Linked DNA regions of Sus scrofa: all the other regions are linked to region 2. A link is a contact called in public HiChIP or PLAC-seq data. All regions are on one chromosome and are shown on one strand. The core of a region is the stretch at or near the end of the contact, and the rest is flanking DNA. Distances in the headings are between cores, read along the strand shown.

The links. HiChIP or PLAC-seq counts read pairs in DNA pulled down with a chosen protein or histone mark.
Region 1: an H3K27ac HiChIP or PLAC-seq map of skeletal muscle shows a contact between it and region 2. The contact joins the enhancer-like site here to the promoter of MEGF10 in region 2. A contact is called at or near these places in 2 of 5 promoter capture datasets (fetal skeletal muscle and liver), 5 of 47 Hi-C or Micro-C datasets (brain, embryonic fibroblasts, fetal heart ventricle and 2 more) and 1 of 2 datasets of contacts at active chromatin or transcription factors (skeletal muscle).
Region 3: an H3K27ac HiChIP or PLAC-seq map of skeletal muscle shows a contact between it and region 2. The contact joins the promoter of PRRC1 here to the promoter of MEGF10 in region 2. A contact is called at or near these places in 1 of 5 promoter capture datasets (fetal skeletal muscle), 1 of 47 Hi-C or Micro-C datasets (embryonic fibroblasts) and 1 of 2 datasets of contacts at active chromatin or transcription factors (skeletal muscle).

Annotation. Positions count from the first base shown.
Region 1 is chr2:130,371,745-130,376,012 of Sscrofa11.1, reverse strand. It overlaps MEGF10 (multiple epidermal growth factor-like domains protein 10), which reads right to left. Exons shown (of 27, transcript XM_021084704.1): 15 at 119-265. Among named protein-coding and RNA genes, the nearest start is that of PRRC1, 70 kb to the left of the region's middle. Within about 2 kb of position 1,567, at least 7 of the 83 cell types and tissues checked have an H3K27ac peak or open chromatin away from gene starts, as enhancers often do. A contact at or near this core is called in skeletal muscle, where this site is marked.
Region 2 is chr2:130,223,899-130,228,238 of Sscrofa11.1, reverse strand. MEGF10 (multiple epidermal growth factor-like domains protein 10) reads right to left here and starts at 2,017. Exons shown (of 27, transcript XM_021084704.1): 1 at 1,159-2,017. The coding sequence starts at 1,204.
Region 3 is chr2:130,441,958-130,446,092 of Sscrofa11.1, reverse strand. PRRC1 (protein PRRC1) reads right to left here and starts at 2,526. Exons shown (of 9, transcript XM_021084706.1): 1 at 2,338-2,526.

The DNA.
Region 1 (4,268 bases), core at 318-2,817, 150 kb before region 2:
GAACAGAATGACCTATGATGCTCTCCCTGCCCTCAAGGGCAACAGAACTGTGAATTGAGGGGCAGAACAGGGGATCTGAGAAGGGAAGATGGAAGCTGTCCCCTAAAGAGACACTTACTCCGCTGACAGGTGGTGCCTCGGAACCCCGGTGCACACTCACAGATGCCGTCATCCGGGGAGCACGAAGCCCCGTTTTTACAGTAGCAGGGCAGGGAGCAGTTGGGGCCCCAGCGACCCTCAGCACACACGCTGTCACAATGGACACCTGAAACAAGGCACAAGGGCGAGGCTGAGTGACAGTTCGTGAGGGTGGGCATCTGGAATGCTAAGTGAGAAACCAGGACCAAGGTCATGGTCTCAAAACTGACTGACTCCGGGCAGCAGTGGGCAGGGATGCTATGAGGTTTAAAGTCCACTTATACACATCAGTACATCATCATATGTTATATCATATATCATATCATCTTAGCATTAAAATAATCCCAGCACTATTTTCTATGGCTCATGAAGAAGGGATAAAATTTCTTTGTTTTATTGATTTTTCTTCCTTAGGAGGAGAGAGCAGAGAAGAAGCCCAAGGGTTCTGTCTATGGAAGGCAAAATTCATCAAAAATACTGTATCATGGAGCCCTTAGTGACTTCCTCTCTCTCCCACTCTGTTTTTATAGAGAAATAGAGCAAAAAAAGATAGGGTGAAGCAAAAGGTGGTTAAATTGTTTACACAAAGAAAATCTTCCCCCGAAGCACACAAATAAACACAATCTTAAAATATTTTGAAAATACATTGTGTAAGACAGAAAAATATACAAATCTGTGCCACCAAATTCATCTTTAAACATTTAATCTGCCCTGAGGCAGATGCGGGCAGAATATCACAAATGATGTTACTTATAGCTGTAATCCCTAGCTGTCTGAGCTAGGGATTATTATGGATCCATATGCAGGTGTTTAACTCTCAATCTGGAAAGACAGAAACTTCAGAGTTGGTCATGAGTGAACAAATGCCTAAAGGAAACACAAAGAAATTCCAAAGCTGAAAAAAAAAAAAAAACAACCACTAGGTTTTATTTGAAGTAAATGGAAGTCTCTTTTGTCAATTCGTATTCAAAATACCATAGGGGCCTCTTTCTTCTAAGTCAGAATACTTCCCAACTCAAAGAAATGCTCTTTGCATTGAGAGGCAATAAGAATGAGTTATAATTAGTACTGCTGGCCTCAGACCCAGTGAAAACACAGGAAGAACAAGCACGCTTCCACTCGGAGGATTCCAGCACACAAACCCTACAGGGCCCCAAAGAGGCTGACAAGGCCATGGGTTGTATTACAGTTTTTGCTCCTAAACTGATTAGGAGAAAAGTTACCGTGGCCTGAACCTTCACACAGAAGCAGCCCCAACCCATAACGTGAACCTTGCTAATGGGTGGGCAGTTGTTTCTACTGAAATAACTCCTCTTTTGATTGTCTCTGCTTTTCTCCATCTGAAAGTCTCCCACACACTACAGGCAGTAAAGCAGGCATGAGAGAGCAGAGACCTCATTGTGTCTCCCTTGAACTGACAACACACTGTTATTTTAGCTTGGACTGCTGGCTGAAGAAAGGCGATCAGGCCTGTTCGAAGCCAATGGGGGTTTAAGTGTTCCCCAGAGAGTCAAATACAGCATTTTGGCCTGCCATGCTTTTTTTTTTTTTTTTTTTTTTTTTTTTTTTTCTTGAGTTCACACATATTCGATCTTTTTCTCCAAACCTCTTTTGAAAAATTGAGATGAAATTGCAAATTCTATGTCCCCAAAAGTGACAAAGCAGCCACAGTGTCTTATCTGGTGTTTTGATTCTGAGCTCTCCTAAGCAGAAACACCAAATCAGTTGAGCAGTGCATTACTTTCCAAAGGAGGCTGCAAACCTAAAGGCTGTTCTGCAAAGTGGAGAGACATGCCCATAAAGGTAACCTGCCATGGGCTTCACTCTCTCTTCAAGTTCAGGTCCTGAGCTCTGATCATGAGCCAGGACACCTATTTAACAGCAGCTAAAATGCGACAGCTGCTTCCGAGATCCAGACAACCCTGGCCGTTTTGGTCTGGAGCTACTCGGGCAAATCCCACTGAGGATTCCATAGAAGTGGAAGCTGAGGGACTATCTGGTTAATCTGAAAACCATCCTGAAAAAAATAAGTCCTGAGTTTTGACCATGTTTTGTGGGGTGGGGTTTGGGGGAGGCAGATACTCATCCATCTCTGATGATTTAGTTTGTTAACTTCTTACCAAATCTCTACATTACACTTAACGAATGCAGTGAAGATGGAATGGAATATATTTCAGATTGAAAAGTATATGCTACCTTTTCACATTAGAGATGATCATGATTGATGTATTAATTAGCACATTCTCAATCAGAGCAGGTTAAGAAAAATGACTCCAGGGCAGATTGGCAAATCAGAATAAAGTGATCCTTTATTTCTCATCTGTTTCCTCTTCTCTAATAGGTTTGTCCAGCTGATTAGCATAACTACCAGTTACAATCAACTTTATCGAGTAATTTTCACAAAAGTAACAAGGTCCCCAGTAGAGCAATGAGATTCATTGCAAAGATAACCTGGTTTCACATGATTTATCCATCATTTCATTTCCAGAGTCACAGGGAATTGCAGAGATCATCTATCAGACCTTCTGTCCCCAATCATAGGAGCATATATCAACAGAAACAAGCTTATTTTTAAATAATGTTTATTTTAGAACTGCAAAGGAGTCTTTCCTTGTGAAGTAAATTATAACAATTCTATTATCACTGCCCCCTAAAAATTCAGTTCCTTTTCTTTTTCTCTGTCATGAGTAAAAGTGAGTCATCGTTTTGCAGATATTAATCTATCCTTTTGCAGATATAAATCTATTTGAAGACACATATAAAGCATGTCTCCGTCACAGGGCAACTCCAAGAAAAGGAATGAAGCTGTGTTTTTTCCTCTTGCTGCACCATTTCCTCCTACTGCTACTCCTCCCCTTTGGGCCTCTGTGCCCTCCTCTATCATCTCTAACTTCATCTAATAGTCAGAAAAGGCTAAGGCAAATTTATTACTGCCGAGGCATTATCTTCTATAGAAAAATATTAATATTTTAAGAGAACATACATGTTAAGAGCCTAAGAAGTAAATCTCTAATTGTGGAATTTCAGGCAGTGAGGCTCATGCAGAGCGATATTGGGATAAATGCTTCTCTAGGTAACACCTGGTATATGGCCGACTATGTGACCTCTGTATTAGGCTAACCTCACAGTGAATATTTCTCCAGGATAAGGAATTCTAAGTTTGCTTTAACCATTTTTTTTGGGGGGTGGGGGGGCTGTGTGTTGTGTGTGTGTATACTCCTTAATTATTTCCAATGATCTCATCCTACTCTTTGCTAACCTTGCTGAAGTCCTATATTTTTGTTTCCTTGCTTGTCAAGGACAGAAAAGAGAATTCCATTCAATAAACATTTAAGAGGTCTCAAACGCTTGCTTGCTGATGAGAAGTTCCCTAAGAGCTCCATTTCCAGAGTAGTAATGGCCTTGGAAGAGGCCCGACCACCAAGCCTGGGGATCGTGGACAAGGGAGGAGAGAGCTTGTGAAGGTGGAGGAGGGGACCAGGTTAACAGAATGGTGGGTGCAAGGTTTAGGCCCTCAGAAGGGTGTGTCTACCCTTCAGAAGACCTAAGCGTGGAGGACTGCTGGAATTGGTGCTGGGAAAAGCTAGAAAGGCATCTGGGCTGCCAGACAGTGGTTACATAAAAAGAGTGGCCATTAGCAGGAGTGGCATTGTTGGATCACATGGCAACTTTATATTTCATTCTTTGAGGAACTTCCATACTGTTTTCCATAGTGGCTATGCCAATTTACATTCCCACCAAGAGTGTAAGAGGGTTCCTTTTTCTCCACACCCTCTCCAGCATTTGCAATTTGCAGACTTTTTAATGGTGGCCACTCTGACTATGTATGAAGTGATACCTTGTTGTACTTTTGATTTGCATTTCTCTAATAATTAGCAACAACGAACATCTTTTTATGTGCCTATTGGCCATCCGTATGAAGAATGACAAGGTCTTGAGCTAAATCAGTGGCACGTGGGATGCAGGGGAAGCTGAATTTCAGAGAAGTACAGGAGAGAGAGCACATGAAAGACCACCCCCTTCCAGACTCCATCCAGGCTAATATGAATTCTAGCCCTTCCCATAAGGGAGAGAGAGTGCCTGCTTTTGTTCACTGTGGTGTTTAGCACATGGATGGTGTAAATAAATGT
Region 2 (4,340 bases), core at 768-3,267:
CAAAATCACATAGCTGCAAAGTGGCAGAGTCGAGTTGCCCCCAGACACCCTGGTCCCAGAGCGTGCCCTCTACTGAACTATTTAACCTCAGAGCAGCACAGCAAAAAGTAGCCTGCAAGCTGACCCCTTGAAGCAGCCACATCAGAAAAAATAATCCAGACTTAGACTTTTCATCCATAGAGAATGAAGCATCTTTAGTTGGGAAGACCATACACAAAGTGAGACTCAGCATATAAAGGAGAGCAGTCAGGAGAGACAAGAAGAAATGGCATTTTCCTTGGCCTTGGAAGAGCATGGGTATCTCTGCCTGAGAACTTTGGGGCTAATAAAATCTCCAGCTTTAACTTTCTTCTAAAGACTTTGGGTCCTCATGTGGGGATATTGAGGAAGTATCAGAGATATCACTATATTTCATTTACTCAGTGGTATCGTTCTTATTTCCAGAAAGAAAAAGACAAAATATTTCCCTAAACCAGGAGTAAAAGTCATACATCAAAGGAACTTAAAAAATCAATAGGAGATAGGTCTTTCACTGGTTTAACTACTGTTGGAAGAACTGCCCCTCCCAACCTTCCCTGAGGAGCCAGGTATTCAGACAAGTAGGAGACCCCTCCAGCTTAAGTCACCCAGCCTGTGGTTCTGAAGCCCCCCTAAAGGACGCTGGGAGCACAGGAGGAGGGAATATTCCCACGTCTGACCTCACAGTCTGAATATCAAGTGCTGGAGAAAGAGAAGTTCAAAAACAAGTCAAGACCCCAGAGAAGAAGTGAAACTGATCTGGAAGCAAGGGCTCCACTGAAACTGCTTTTCATTCTCTCTCTCTCATTCTGCCCAAACCTCCCTACACCAGCTGGGACACCAGACAAGCACCAACACAAACAAGGGAATACCGAGGCAGAAATTATGCAAAATAAAACGCGTAATGGGGGCATCTCCTCATTAAAAACACTCCAAGAAGTTCCTACCCGGCCCCAAGTAAGAAGACCAGATTCAAACATTAACCATCAACCCTTGAGACAAGTAAACAAGCCCATCTCGCGTCGCCTCACGTGGCCCCCGGGTGTCCTGGCTAAAGAAAATGCGTCCCCCACCCTCAAGAAACCGTCTAGCGTCCAGCCAAGGTCCAGCGGCTGTCAGAACTGTTTGCCCAACTCTTACCCGAGAGCCTGAGATTCTCAGCGCAACTCTTTCCCCCTGGTTTCATGCAAGGCCAGCGGAGAAGCAAAATCTGTTCCAAACAGCGCAGTTAGCCTCCCAGCGGTGTTCCAGACGAGAGCGATACTTAGGAGTTTTGGTTCAGGCTCAAAGGTGGAGACCCGCGGGAAAGCAGGCGGGTCTCTGCGCGTTTCCAGACCCCCAGTTTTGCACACCAGCAAAAGACTCGCTGTAAACTCAAGTAAGGTCTTCTCTGTCTGGCCCGAGATGCTGAAGGAGGAGGGGAGTAACCCGAGCCGGTTCGGGGATGCAAGCAGTTGCCGCTCCTGCAGCTGCTGCCGCCGGGGCAGTGACTGCTGGAGGGGGGAGTCACTTGGCGCCGCGCACAGTCCCCAGTGCGACAGGCAGGATCCTCCCAGCCCGACTCCTGCGCCCGGATCGCAGGTCGCCCCTGTCCGGAGGGGCTGTACTGCCCGGGAGTGACTCCGCCAACAGTCCGGCTACAAAGTTGGCAAATCTTGGGGTCACCGCATGAGGTGAACCAAGGGGTGACGGAGAAAGTGCCCGTCTGCGTCCCGACCCACTCTTGGTGCCACAGTGTCAAAGTCTCCGGAGGTCTTCTAGAACCGCTATGAGGATTGGGGGGCCTGGGGACAGCACCCGAGCGACCAGCTGGAATGGACTGCACGTCCCCAGCAGTATTAGGGAGGGAGCGCAACTGTGGGACCGAGAAAGGATGGGGGACCTAGAGGTACACGAGTGTGCGCTGCAGCAGCAAAGTGGTTGGGGAGGTGGGGCAAGGAGTTGCGGGTGGGGGTTCGGGAGCTTGCTTTACCGAGGCGGGGCGGGGAGAGAACTCCCCGGACCCACAAGAAAATCCCTCTAGGCTCTCTAAGCGGCCCCGCGCCGATATTTCTTGGGGAATGGCTCCCTCTGCTGACTCGCCAGGGAGGCCCCGGGAGACGCAAGGACCGCAAGTTAAACCCACGAAAAGGCTTTTCTCCAGCTGGCTGCTAGCAGGACATGAATTCTGGAATCTCCTTACTTCTCTGGCAAATCCACCCTCCTCTTTCTTACTAAGAAATTACCGTGAGTGCGAACGACCCAAGAAGATACATACTTCTTTTTCGTGGAAAGTTTGTTTTGTTTTGTTTTGTTTTAATGTTAAGCTGAATTCTAAACTCCCTTCCCCACAAAAGGCTTATACTTCACAGTAACACCAGATGACCCATTCCTTCCAGGTCTCCGTTCCTTACGTTAACACGAACTGGTTATTTTTAGAGAGACCTCAAACGCATATGTGTCGGAGTCAGTAACAGCACTTGGCAAACAGTCTATGCTCAAACTTACGCTTGAATGAAATGAATGAACATATGTGTTGAAATTCCCTCGCCAGCCTCCTTGGTCACCCCTGGAAACAGAGGGGAAGACCGTTTCTGTTTGTTTGTTTACCAGACACCCTGGCCCCTTCCTCTAGTTAACAGTACCTTCGTTTTTCTTTGGGGGACCACCCCTGCCACGCTCAGTGTTGTCTGGATGGGAAGGTCAGTCAGGACGATCCAGCTTTTCCCTTTCCAAGAGTAGGCACCTTATCTAAGCTAGACTTTCTCTGCCAGGAATCCTAACTTCCATCAGAGCAGCCCAAGGAAGAATAAATCTAGAGCTGACTGATCTGTATGACAGTGTTCTAGAGATTGGCCATGAGGTCATGACATTTATAAAAAACGCTACCCTGCTTTATGCTTTATGAAACCTGGTTGCTCCACTTCCTTTGATTTTTTAATCAACTTTACTGAGACATGATTTACATTCAATATATTGCACGCATATTAAGGATACAGTCTCATGAGTTTTGAATAATGTATACACCCATGTCACCACCACCACAATCAAGCTATGGACAGTTACATTTCCAGAAAGTTCCGTTGCACCTTTGAAGTCAGTTCCCCATGTCACTTCCTTCCTGGCCCACTGAGCTGCTTTTTGTAGCTACAGGTTAGATTTGTCTTTCCTAGAGTTTCTACAGTGGAATCCTATAGTATGTACTCTTTCATGTCTGACTTTTTACTCAGCATGTTTCTGAGATTCATCGAAGATGTCGTTTGTATAAGTAGTTTGCTCTCTCTTTATTGGTGAGTATTATTCCATTGTATGGATATACTACAATTTGCCCATTCACCAGATGTTTATGTTGTTTCCAGTCTAGGCTCATAATGAATAAAGCAGCTAGGAACTTTCTTGTAAAAAGCACTTTTTTGGATATATGTTGTTATTTCTCTTATCTCACAGGAGTGGAATTACTGGGTTGTACAGTGTGTGTTTAAATGTATAATAGAGGTTAACTGTTTTCCAAAGTGAATGCATCACTTTACATTCCCACCAGCAATGTATGAGAGTCGCTCCACATTTTTTATAAATACTAGGTATCATCTGTCTTTTTTATTTGAGCCATTTCATTGGGCATATCATAGTATCTCATTATGGTTTTAATTTGTATTTCCTTAAAGACTAATAATAGTGATCATCAAATGTTTTCATTTGCAAGCATTTTCTCCCATTCTGTGGGTTGTCTATTTATTATACATTCCATCTGTTCCTTGATGAAGTGTCCAAAGTTTTTTGCCCCATTTTAGCCAGATCTTTTTTTTTTAATTACTCAGTGAATTTTATTACACTTAGAGTTATACAATAATCATCACAACCAAATTTTATAGCATTTCCATCCCAAACCCTCAGTGCATGCCCCCACCCTGCCAACCTGTCTCATTTGGAAACCAAAAGTTTTTCAAAGTCTGTGAGTCAGTATCTGTTCTGCAAAGAAGTTCATTGTGTCCTTTCTTTAGATTCCACATGTAAGTGATAACATTTGATGTTGGTGTCTCATTGTCTGACTGACTTCACTTGGCATGATAATTTCTAGGTCCATCCATATTGCTGCACATGCCGTTATTTCTTTCCTTTTAATGGCTGACTAATATTCCATTGTGTATATGTACCACTTCTTCTTTGTCCACTCCTCTGTCGATGGACATTTAGGTTGTTTCCATGTCTTGGCCATTGAAAACAGTGCTTCAATGAACATCAGAGTACATGTGTCTTTGCGAGTCATGGTTTTCTCTGGAGAGATGCCCAGGAGTGGAATTGCTGGATCAAATGGTAGTTCTATTTTTAGTTTTCTGAGGACT
Region 3 (4,135 bases), core at 1,277-3,776, 220 kb before region 2:
AATACTGCTAAAAATCCTACAATGCACAGGACACACCCCCCCCATAAGAAAGAATTATCCAGCCCCAAATACCAACTATGTTAAGGGTGAAAAACTTTGGCCTAAACTGAGGTGATGACAGTGGAAATGGAGAAGAGTGGAAAGACTCAAGAAATGTTTGGGTGGTAAGACTGAGTGATAACTGGATATGTGGTCCAGGAGTGGGAGAGACATAACCCACACACCTGGACAGATGGTGGTGCCATTCAGTAAGACAGGCAACACTGGAGGAATCAAGGTACGTATTAGATGTCTAGAGGGAGGAGGCAGTAGGCAGTATGGAATACTGAGCATGCAAAGTTGAAGCTCTTTGAAACATCCATGAGCAGACACTGACTTGGTCTGCAGCTCAGAAACCACATAAACAGTCTGGAATAAGACTATCTGAAAAGAGATTATCTAAGAGAGAAGACCAAGTAAAAAAAAAGAAGCGAGCCCAACCCACCCTTGAAGAACAGCCAGGAAGAAGAACAAGCCTGCAAAGAAGAATGAGAGACCAAAAGATAAAAAGAAAACCAGGAGGCTGTGGTGTCCAAAAGCCAGAGAAGAGCATTTCAAGGTAGGTATGGGCAACTATATCAAATTCTGCAAAGAAGCCAAATAGGATGAGCTATGAAAAACTCAATGGATTTGCCAAACTGGAGAGGAAACTTAAGAGTTGTATCCATGGAGGGAATGGGGCTAGAAGTCAGTTTCAATTGAACTAAGGTGGGAGGCCAGGCAAATATGTACACTTTACAAGAATTTTCATCATGAAGGTAAAGATCTACAGCAATTAAGTAGAAAACACAGACGCAAGGAGACAAAATCCCTTCATTCAATACCTATACATCAAAGGTAGATTACCTGGGACAGAAGGCCTTCCGGGGACTTTATCAATCCCTGCCCAAACTACCTCTTTCTTTCATGTGCCCACTGGTTATTCATCCTCCTCCTAGAGATGTTACCAAACCCTCGCAGTGGTTAGTGGAGGTCAAATTTAAAGATAAACCTTAATGAGTGCATTTGCAAAAGAACTTGTACAAAGAATACAAGCCACGAAATGGAATAATTAGCCAATTTCTATCTTTAAAAGCTATACTATTTAAGAATCGGCTTAACGACAATATAGGGTAAATTCTGGATGCATAAACACAACACCTTCTATTAAAGAAAAGCTGATATGATAAAATAAAAGCTAAGTGTCAAAGTTGGTAAAGGTCTGGTATTCAGACTCGCACACAAAAATATTAATGGATCAACATCAAAGAAAAAGTGATGGAAATGGCTTGGAAAATTGAGTCCTTAGTCTCTGGAAGGACCCTGCTTACAATTTGCTTGTGCCGTGGTTTTTCTGTTAAAAAGTAGATGGCTACTTAGAAGAATACAAGAAACAGAATAATGAAGCTCTGATAAACGTAAAAGCTATTACCAGCCATTATTACTGTTAATGTGCTACTGGTTCAAAAGACAGGCTCTACTACCATACATTGAGCACTGAAGGAGGGTCTGAGTTTTGTCTCCGCATTCTCGCATTCTCAGTTCTGATCCCAAAATAACTTCCACGCAAATGTTCACTGACTACACAGCGGCTGTACAGAAAAAAGACTGGCATGCCAAAATGCATTACGTTGGCAGAAACCTACATGTTGCCTCTCAAAATAACTACTTCGAATGAAAAAAACTCCCCTGGATTGGACAAATTCTGCCAATCGAGGACACGGGCTATCCCGCAAATTTTCCTGAAGCAGGTCCCAAGAACCAACAAAGAGAGAGCGCAAAAGTCCTCTGGAGCAGCGCTGGGCACCGATGGGGGAACCTATGGGAAAAGAAGCTACTTTCCTTTGCCAGTCCGATTTGTTGACCTAGGAGTCTCCCAGGCGGGAGCGGCCTTCCCCCAGGCTCTGCCACGTCTCCAGGCCGGGCTGGGCTAGCCTGGGCTAAGGTCAGTGGGCTACAGCCTCTGTTCTTGCCCTCCAGCCAGCGCGTAGAAAGCGGGAGCCAAATAGCCGCGGGCGCCGGCGTCGGTCTCAGCGCAACAGCAAAGTGCCGGATAAGACCCCCGAGCCGCACCCACGGCGCAAACCGCGGATGGGACCTCTTATCTCGCGAAGCACACCGGTGCCCGGGCCGCACCCTGCATGCTCCCACAGCCCGCTCTCGGACTGCACCACGAAGGGACTCCCGAAATACCCTGGCGCCCCTGGGCACAGGCCGGCCAGCCCACCTCAGCGACTGCGCCCCTAGGCGCCGGCTTGGGCGCCCGCGACCTATCCCATCACCCACTTGCTCCCGCGCTGCTGGCAGCCTGGCTCTCACCTGCGGGACCGAGAAAGTGACTGCCTGGCAGTGTGAAGCGGAAGCTAGGGAGGCTGGGGTGTGAGACTACGGCTGCGAGAAGACGAGGTGGATGCCGCCGAGAGCTCGCCCCGCGCACCCGCGCCGCCAAGATGGCCACCGGAGGCGCAAGCCCCTGCGGCTGCCACGTCGGCGCCGCCGCCCCGCCCCGCGCCTGGCCCCGCCCCCGCGCCTCGCATGGCCCCGCCCCCGCGCTTCGTCCCGCCCCCGCCCCGCCCCGCCCCTCTCGCTCGCTTGGAGCCCCGCCCCGAGAGCGCTAGTTAAACCTGCTCGAGTACCTTAGATCCAAAGTTACTCCTTCTCGCCCGGCTTGGGCGCTCCCTCGCTCGAGAAGGCTTCTCGAGCAGTTCTGCCCACCTTTCCACTCTGCAACCTCTGCTGCGAGAAGGAAACACTTGTTACCGAGTGTAGCTGGCTTACCTTGTGCCGTGGCCCCCTCGCGGGGGTGGCGATAAGTTAGCCGGGATGATCCAGTCCAATTCCCACCTCCAGGCAAGACCTCTTTCTAGAAGCGGGAGGCTTATCCTACGTTATTTTAAAAAGATTTACAGGAGCGAGAGCAGGGTGGGGAAAAGGATACTGATTCCCGCCCCCGCCCCCCCCCCGCCAAGTTCTTGTATTACACTTTCTTTAAAAAAAAAAAAAAAGATGGAAAACCAAAACCAAAGATGATCAACTTCCTTAACGTTCTGTGCCGCACTTAAAATAGCTCCTGAAAGTCAGTGCTCAATAATATATACTAAATAAATCAATGAATATGGAGAAAAATATGGAATTTGCAATCAGAAGTCCCGGTTTGGCTCTAGGAATGCCCTCATGCCACTTGTGCGATTACGTGACCTTCTACAGGTTACTTTCCCCCCCTAATTCTCCTTATTTCCACCTGTAAGATGGGAATAATACCATTTGCCCTATCTAATCAAGCAGATAGCGGAGTCAAATAAGTTAAGACATATGCAAGTGCTTTTCAAAGGAGTGTGAAACACAGAAAAAATTGTTTTTGTTGTTTCCAAATTCCTTCAGGAACTCATTAGTAGATTTAACATTAACAGATATCTTGACTTGACAGCTTAAAGCATTTAAAAATACCTCATTGAAGAGTTAACACTATTTAACTCTGCCCTAACTTCAAAGTGATTTGCAGGGGCAGTGGGTTGTTGCCTTTGGTAATGACTCTTATTCTATCCACTGAGAATGTGTGTAGGTGGTTGTCTAGATAACTCTACAGAAAGTGCTGTTTGGGATGGTGCTGAAAACAGTTACCATCTCTATCCTCTTGGGTTGACACCCTTGACAGCTGTAAGATCTCCTGGTTTCTTCATTCATTCTACACATATTTATTAGTGGCTGTGATGGGCTGAACATCAGTATGGGAAATTTAGCAATGAACAAGACAGACAAGATCCAGACAGTGAGGGAGCTTTCATTCTCATAGAGAGAGAGACTATGAACAGGAAAATAAACAAAGGAAGTATTGTTTGCAATGAGCACTTTGAAGAAAGTCAATAGGGGGATGTGATATTGACCATAATTTCCGTAGGCCACTTCAGATAGGACAAATGAGCAAGGCTTCTCAGAGGGGTTGGGATTGAGTAGGCTCTGTAAGGAAGCAGCCCTGTGGTTACCTGGACCAAGGAAGAACACCCAAAGGCTTTGAGGGAGGGTGCCTTGCACGTTTGCTTAATAACAAGGAAATTGGGACTGAGAGGGTGGTAATATATGAGGTTGGAGAGATACCAGGGCCAGATCCTACCCAGAC